Regions from separate parts of the Astyanax mexicanus genome. Here region 1 is linked to region 2. Evidence: chromatin contacts called from public Hi-C data. All regions are on one chromosome and are shown on one strand. Each heading gives the region's core, a stretch centred on a gene start, on an enhancer-like site or on the middle of the called end of the contact. The rest is flanking DNA. Distances are from core to core; before and after follow the strand shown. Region 1 overlaps marchf8 (membrane-associated ring finger (C3HC4) 8). Region 2 overlaps zfand4 (zinc finger, AN1-type domain 4).

Region 1 (3,413 bases), core at 595-3,094, 190 kb after region 2:
CTCTGTGTGTGTCTGTGTGTGTCTGTGTGTGTGTCTGTGTGTTTGTGTGTCTGTGTGTTTGTGTGTCTGTATGTGTCTGTGTGCGTGTCTGTGTGCGTGTCTGTGTGCGTGTCTGTGTGCGTGTCTGTGTGCTTGTGTCTTTGTGTCTTTGTGTCTTTGTGTGTCTTTGCGTGTCTTTGCATGTCTGTGTGCGTGTCTGTGTGTCTTTGCATGTCTGTGTGCGTGTCTGTGTCTTTGCATGTCTGTGTGCGTGTGTCTTTGTGTGTCTTTGTGTCTTTGCGTGTCTGTGTCCGTGTGTGTGTCTTTGCATGTCTTTGCGTGTCTGTGTGCGTGTCTGTGTCTGTGTGTGTGTCTCTGCGTGTCTTTGTGTGCTTTTCTGTGTCTGTGTGTGTGTGTGTGTGTCTTTGCGTGCCTTTGTGTGCTTTTCCGTGTCTGTGTGTGTCTCTATGTGTCTCTGTGTGTGTTAGAGATAAAGCAGGTTTTGTTTTATCTCTTGTTCTCTATAGGGCTGTGTATTGGCGAGTTTGGCGATACGATATGTATCACAATACCAGTGTTACAGACATTAAATGTCTCAATATATTGTGATACTGTAAGCAAGGCAATATATTGTACATTTTCAGAAAATAATATAAAAATACACATTCGCTCCATAATTTAAATCTAAATCTGAAGTTATTTGCTATTATAACAGTGGGATCGAACGACAGCTTACAACATTGATATCTAGTAGTTTGAGTTTGCACCTGAATGATTTTTGAAATTGAAAGTCAAGACTTAAATTAGGCTGTGTTAGTATGTCTTTGCTTTCATAATAATGATAACAAATGATTGGAATACACACCCAAAAAAGCATTTTACTCACCATTGTCTTTAAGAACCAGATGTGCTCTGACTTTGGCAGATTGGCATTTTAACAGCGCAAAGCTTCTGCACTTCTCAGCAGAGGAAACTGACCTGTGCGTTAAGGCTGCACAAGCAGGTCAATTATGGGAACAGCAATGTAATTTTATTTTGTTTATTGTTAATATAAAGGTGTGCCCCAGCGTTGCCAAGATAGCAATAAGCCAGAAATTTACCTGAACACACCTCACTTCCTGACCACCGTGTTTATTGGCGTAGATACATTTGCAAACTTAGTAGCTATTGAAATGACACAGGTTCAAGGCATGAGAATAGACTGTTGGCGGGGTGTAAGTTAGCAATAGGCATGTAAGAAGGGGCCCCATGTTTCTGAATAGTGATACAATAGATACTTTAATGTGGATCAGGGCAATATGACAATATTGTATTGAATCGAGATTTGTTTTCTTATCGTATATGTTTTTTTTGAGCATATCGAGAATGCAGTATCTGCATTGCTTAAAGAACATTCACCCAACTGTACAAATAATTACAGAAAATATTTTAAAAATCATGCTTAATTACATGAAGTGCAACAAAAAGTCAATTCAAATCACTGTACTTTGCATGAGGAAGTATTTGAATTGCTGTTTTTAAGAATCTGCCATATTGCTGTTGCATTTTATCTGATATTGTGATAAAAAAAAATTAAGTAACTATATTTAAAGGCACTTTGACACTACACTTTATGTATCGATACATATTTTTATTACATCCCTGTTGATCTCACTGTCTGTTAATCATGTAAAGCCTTGACCGGATAAGGCCAGCATGGAAATAATCATTACCCTGCTCAGATCTTTCAATCTGAAAAGCTGTTCCTCAACACAAACATGGAAACTACTCCTGTCTTCTGTCTTCTGTACTCCTTATTAACGTCCCCGCGCCCTTCCCTCTCTGTCGGGAATGAATTAAGGGTCGTGGAGGATGGTTGGCAGATGTGTTTGTTGGCGGAGGTCTACGCTCTGCCGTTATAAGGTGTGGCTGGGTGTTTGTTTGCTATGGCTTGGCTGCTTTATCTGCTTAAGCTTTGTCTCATAATCTGCCTGTAGGACAGCCAACTTTCGCAAGCCTATACACAGAAGTATTGAATAAACTCTGTAAGGACTTAGCAATGCACAGAGGGAGGCAACCGGCCTCGGATCTTGTTTTTCCTGTTGATGAAATAATGAAGAATCGGTTCCAAAACCCAGAAAGATCATGTGTGTCACTGAACCTTTTATTTTTCTAAGCGTAATTCTAAAACCAAAATAAAAAGTTTAAGTAAAGTGCAGTCCATCCCTGATTTTTACTGTTTGCTGTCTGTTTGAAGTGCTTAAGATTGACGTGAACTGCTTTCAGATTCACTTTGAACAGCAGCACTTCTCAGCAGCACAAGGGCACCATCAGCTTCACTACAGGACTGCTTACATTGGGGCTATTTGTGCTTTTAACCATCACAGCTAACTTGTTAGCTGTTAGCAATGGGTTCTGAATCACAAATGGACTCTCTGTGTGTGTGCTTCAGCGTGACACTGAGGGAATAATTGTGTGTCCTTGGTTGTGACCGAAATGGCTCCCTACTCCCTCATTAGTGTTTAGCTATGTAGGTAGACATTATTTAGTTCACTAAATAGTGGTGAAAACAGGAGTGAATTCGGACACTTCTTTGTCATTATCATGAGCCTGCACCTGTCGCTTAAACACACACACACACTCTGAATTAAAGTTAGTGAAGCTCTGAGCTAATCATGGAGTGATCGTCTCTCTGACTGTTATATTTACACTGTTTAAAAAAATAATCCTCCTCCATGAACTACATGGAGAAGCATCTGAATTAAACCGTGTACACCCGCTCGCAATGTTGCCAGATTGGGTATGCTAAATGTCCAGGCATGGAGGAAACACTGTGCTTTGAAGTACCAAGTGTTAAAAGTATAGAAATTTGAGTCAAATTTGATAAGTGTTGTATTTAGATATACAGAGCTTCCAGTCCTGCTGATGGAAATTTGAATAAGCTGTGTTGGTTATTATGTTATGTATGAGTATTAACTTCTTTCATTGCTTGTAAGTTTATTTTTATGTACTGTAATTACTTTTTTTGGTTCTTGTGTCCTATGATACTCTAAAAACATATATAATATACACATGCAGATAAAATTATTTTAAATATATATATATATATATATATATATATATATATATATATATATATATATATATATATATATATATATATATATATATATATCATTGTAATTAGTGATATTTAAGGTAATGTATTTTATTTAAGTTCATGTTGTAATAAACCCTGTAACACTGTTGATATGCTGAACACTAGCTGTTTTGTTTTTGGGCAGTTTTCTCTGCATTTTGGTGGATTTGAAACACGTTTTATCAGTGAATTGGGTTTACCTGGATTCCACTGTAAAAATCTGGCAACCCTGGTGGCTCACTGTCCGCTCCATTTGAGGGCTAACTGCCTATTGCTTAGTAGCGAGACGGCTCGCGTAGTACGCAGCGATGTTTAC
Region 2 (3,243 bases), core at 289-2,788:
ACAAAGTAAACCCTGTTAAAGCCTTAGTTCTTTATATTATATGCACTTCTAACAGTGCAGTAATGCAAATAATAATAATAATAATAATAATAATTAGTTTCAGTGCAAAAGCCAGAGTTTTGATACAGGTGCCAACAGGTATAGCACCAATACCAACAACATTGGTAGGACATTAAAAACACACTACTGTCAATACCTGTCGTTAACTGGTTACTGTTAATATGAGTAGTGTTTAGATTGTCCTTTTTTTTTTTTTTACAAAGCATTTTAACTTTTCTTGTCTGGGGTGTCAGTTTGACAGAATCATGTCTTTTCAGCCCTCAGGAATGCTGGGCTCTTCGAGTGGATCCTCCAGTTCAATAAAAAGACAAGGTGAGTCTGTTGACTTTATGATCAGGATGCGCTTTGTGTGAAGTGTTGTCGGGAGTGTCGTGACTGTCCTCAGTGCTTTACAGACACTCTCTCTCTCTCTCTCTCTCTCTCTCTCTCTCTCTCTCTCACACACCTCACTCACCATCTCTCTGCATCCCAGACAACTATTTAATGCTACACTGCACACATTCAGTGGAATGCCTTATCTCTCCTGAAGAGTGGGAGGCTGCTGACGCACAGTTGTGTTTCTGTGCTTTAGAAACTACACTGTTTGGATATCAAAATAGATTGTTTTATAGCTAGGTTCGTTATCTCATTGAAGGGATGTGTTTTGTTGTTATTAGTAAGTAACAAAATGCCACTGAACTACTGGTTTCTGCTTGGTTTAATTTTTATCGTCACTGTGGTTTAAATTGGCATTGACATGAATTCAAACAAATTGCATGACCTCCTTTTGTTATTTATGTATCAGGCAGTAGTGAAGTGATGAGCTGTAAATATACTGAAGAAACACACAGTTTTCATTTTGTTATGACTACCTCTGTGTGTGGGTTTTCACCAGTGGTATATTGAGAAGTGTCATGATGAAAATGCAGCCTTGACCCCGAGGTTAGCAGGGGAGCAGTTCTGCTTTATGAGCTTGATGCATGTTGTATGGGCCCAGCAGTGGCATAGCACGTTTTCAATTATTCACCAGTGTTCACAGAAAGAGCGTCTGCCAGCAGGAACCAAGCAACAGGAAATGTAAACCATAAACCCTCCCCAATCAACACTCGCAACATGCAGACGCATGTTCACGTGTGCATGTTCACGCTATCACACATGGTATAGACATACTCACAGAGTAACACAGCCAGCATGCAGCTCCACAAGACGCCAACTACCATACTTATCATTTGAGACAGCGGAAACATAGAAGTCTTCAGGGATGGATTTCTGTGTTTCAGTGCTAGACAGTTCTCCAGCAGCTGGTGTTTTTGATTTTTTCTGAAATGTTCCCAGAAATATCACTGCCAGTGCTGTCATATCAGAGATTGTCAGTGGCACAGAAGCACATCTGTGGAAGCATGCTTCAGAACTGATAGCTCTAGAGGAACACAGCTATAAATCCAATCTCATGCCTCAGCGCCTGGCCTAGTGCTTCTCCTGACTGTTTCCGTCACACAACGCTTCCTTTATCGTATTGCTGTGCGCTTCCCTCGCCCCCTACTTTTTTGTGCCTCGATAACTGCTCAACCTAAAAAGTTATTGTTGGTAGCAGAAACCTGACTAATTGTTGCCATTATGTGTAATTATTTATTGTTTTATGCACACAATCAGTGCTATGTTAGAGACCTGAATTTTATGTACTGTTTGCTTCTTTTATTTAGAGAAGACCTGCCCCATGCTGTAAGAACCCTGGAATATTTAATCGTATACAGAACAAGCTCGACTGGTTGTCTGTGGCAATGTTTCCCAACCTGTGTTCTGGATGCACCCTGCCCTGCATAATTTAATGTTTTTACCCCCAGTAACTCTGAAAGGGCTTGTTAATAAGCTTATTATTTAATACAGGTGTGTTGGGGAAGTTCATTAATAAAAAACTACAGATTTTACAGATTACTCATTACTTAAATTGTAGTATGATTACTTTATTCAATACATCTTGAAAAAATGTAATTCAAATCTCATTCTGCATTAATTTACTAACTTCTAAGTTACACTCATACAAATACACCCATATAAATGTACTGAAATAAGCAGTTTTATTTTATTTTCCTTTTTTTTAATTCATTTAGGAACTAAATTGCAACATTAAACGTTTATAAAATAAGTTTAACCACACTTTTTGTTTATATTTCTTAAATCCAAATTTGTTTAAACATTAGAAAATTGTTGGTCAGTAATACCTTGCTATAAGTTACTTAATACATTAATAAATTAAGTATCTGTTTACCTTGTTTGGGTGATACTAGGACACTCTGTCCTTCAGCACAGGCTCTTTAGCCTCGAGTTGTATTTTAGCATGCACCCTCATTCAATACTTAAAAAAAGCTTTCAAAATTGCTTTCAGCAAATTCTAAATGACAATGTTGTTTCATCATCTGCTATTGTGGGCTGTATTCGTACTGTGTGTGTTTACAGTCATGTGACAAGCTGATTAGGCAGCTTTGTTAAAGAGCATGAATAAATTAGGCAGAAGACGGCAAAAAATGAATTAGGTGTTGGGCTTAAAGGAAACTGTTTTTTATTAAGGTAGCTGTAGCTGTAACTGTAATGTGATTACAAAAAAATTAACTGTTACAGCAAAAGTAAAAAAAAAGTGTAATGTGTTACTCTACTGGATTTTGCTTTGCTCACACCACATTATTTTTGCCTGATTTTCCATTCCCTTACTGTTTTTGGTAGATCTCCAACAAAAACATTTGCTTAGAGGTGATCTACCAAAATCAGCGATCTCTCTGCGCTCACTCAGTCGTGTAGTGTGAACTAGTGAAAGATGCTTTGCAAAAATATAGCAAACATCTTAAATATCTAAACCAGACGGCGATTAGGAGTCAAGAGCCTCGACTACCTACAACTAATTCTTGACCCCATATCTCAGACCAGTCATGTAGCATGAACCCACCCGTCATATTGTGTTATGTGAACCAGGCATTACCGGGAGAAGGAAAAACACTAAAATGTGCAGGGCAGTGTGCCTCCAGGACAAGGACTAAGAAACTTCTCTGTATGTCTGGTAGAGTCAGATACCAAGCATGTTTTTGATGCTTGATTGACTAGTGACATGCTTCCTGCACTTGACGCATATACAAGAGTCTACTATTCTGCTAACACACTCACTTAATTTGTGAGGAATTAACTTTTTTTTATAAATGAATTAAATGGCTT

The links. Hi-C and Micro-C count contacts between places; a contact is called where the count stands out from the background.
Region 1: a contact with region 2 is called in a Hi-C map of muscle, with 18 times the contacts expected there. The contact joins two enhancer-like sites. A contact is called at or near these places in 2 of 3 Hi-C or Micro-C datasets (both in muscle).

Annotation. Positions count from the first base shown.
Region 1 is chr7:28,748,692-28,752,104 of AstMex3_surface, forward strand. The region is part of intron 5 of marchf8 (membrane-associated ring finger (C3HC4) 8); the gene reads left to right. Among protein-coding and RNA genes, the nearest start is that of vdac2, 32 kb to the right of the region's middle. Within about 2 kb of position 1,845, the one cell type or tissue checked has an H3K27ac peak away from gene starts, as active enhancers do.
Region 2 is chr7:28,558,898-28,562,140 of AstMex3_surface, forward strand. It overlaps zfand4 (zinc finger, AN1-type domain 4), which reads left to right. Exons shown (of 10, transcript XM_049481180.1): 9 at 318-372. Among protein-coding and RNA genes, the nearest start is that of marchf8, 12 kb to the right of the region's middle. Within about 2 kb of position 1,539, the one cell type or tissue checked has an H3K27ac peak away from gene starts, as active enhancers do.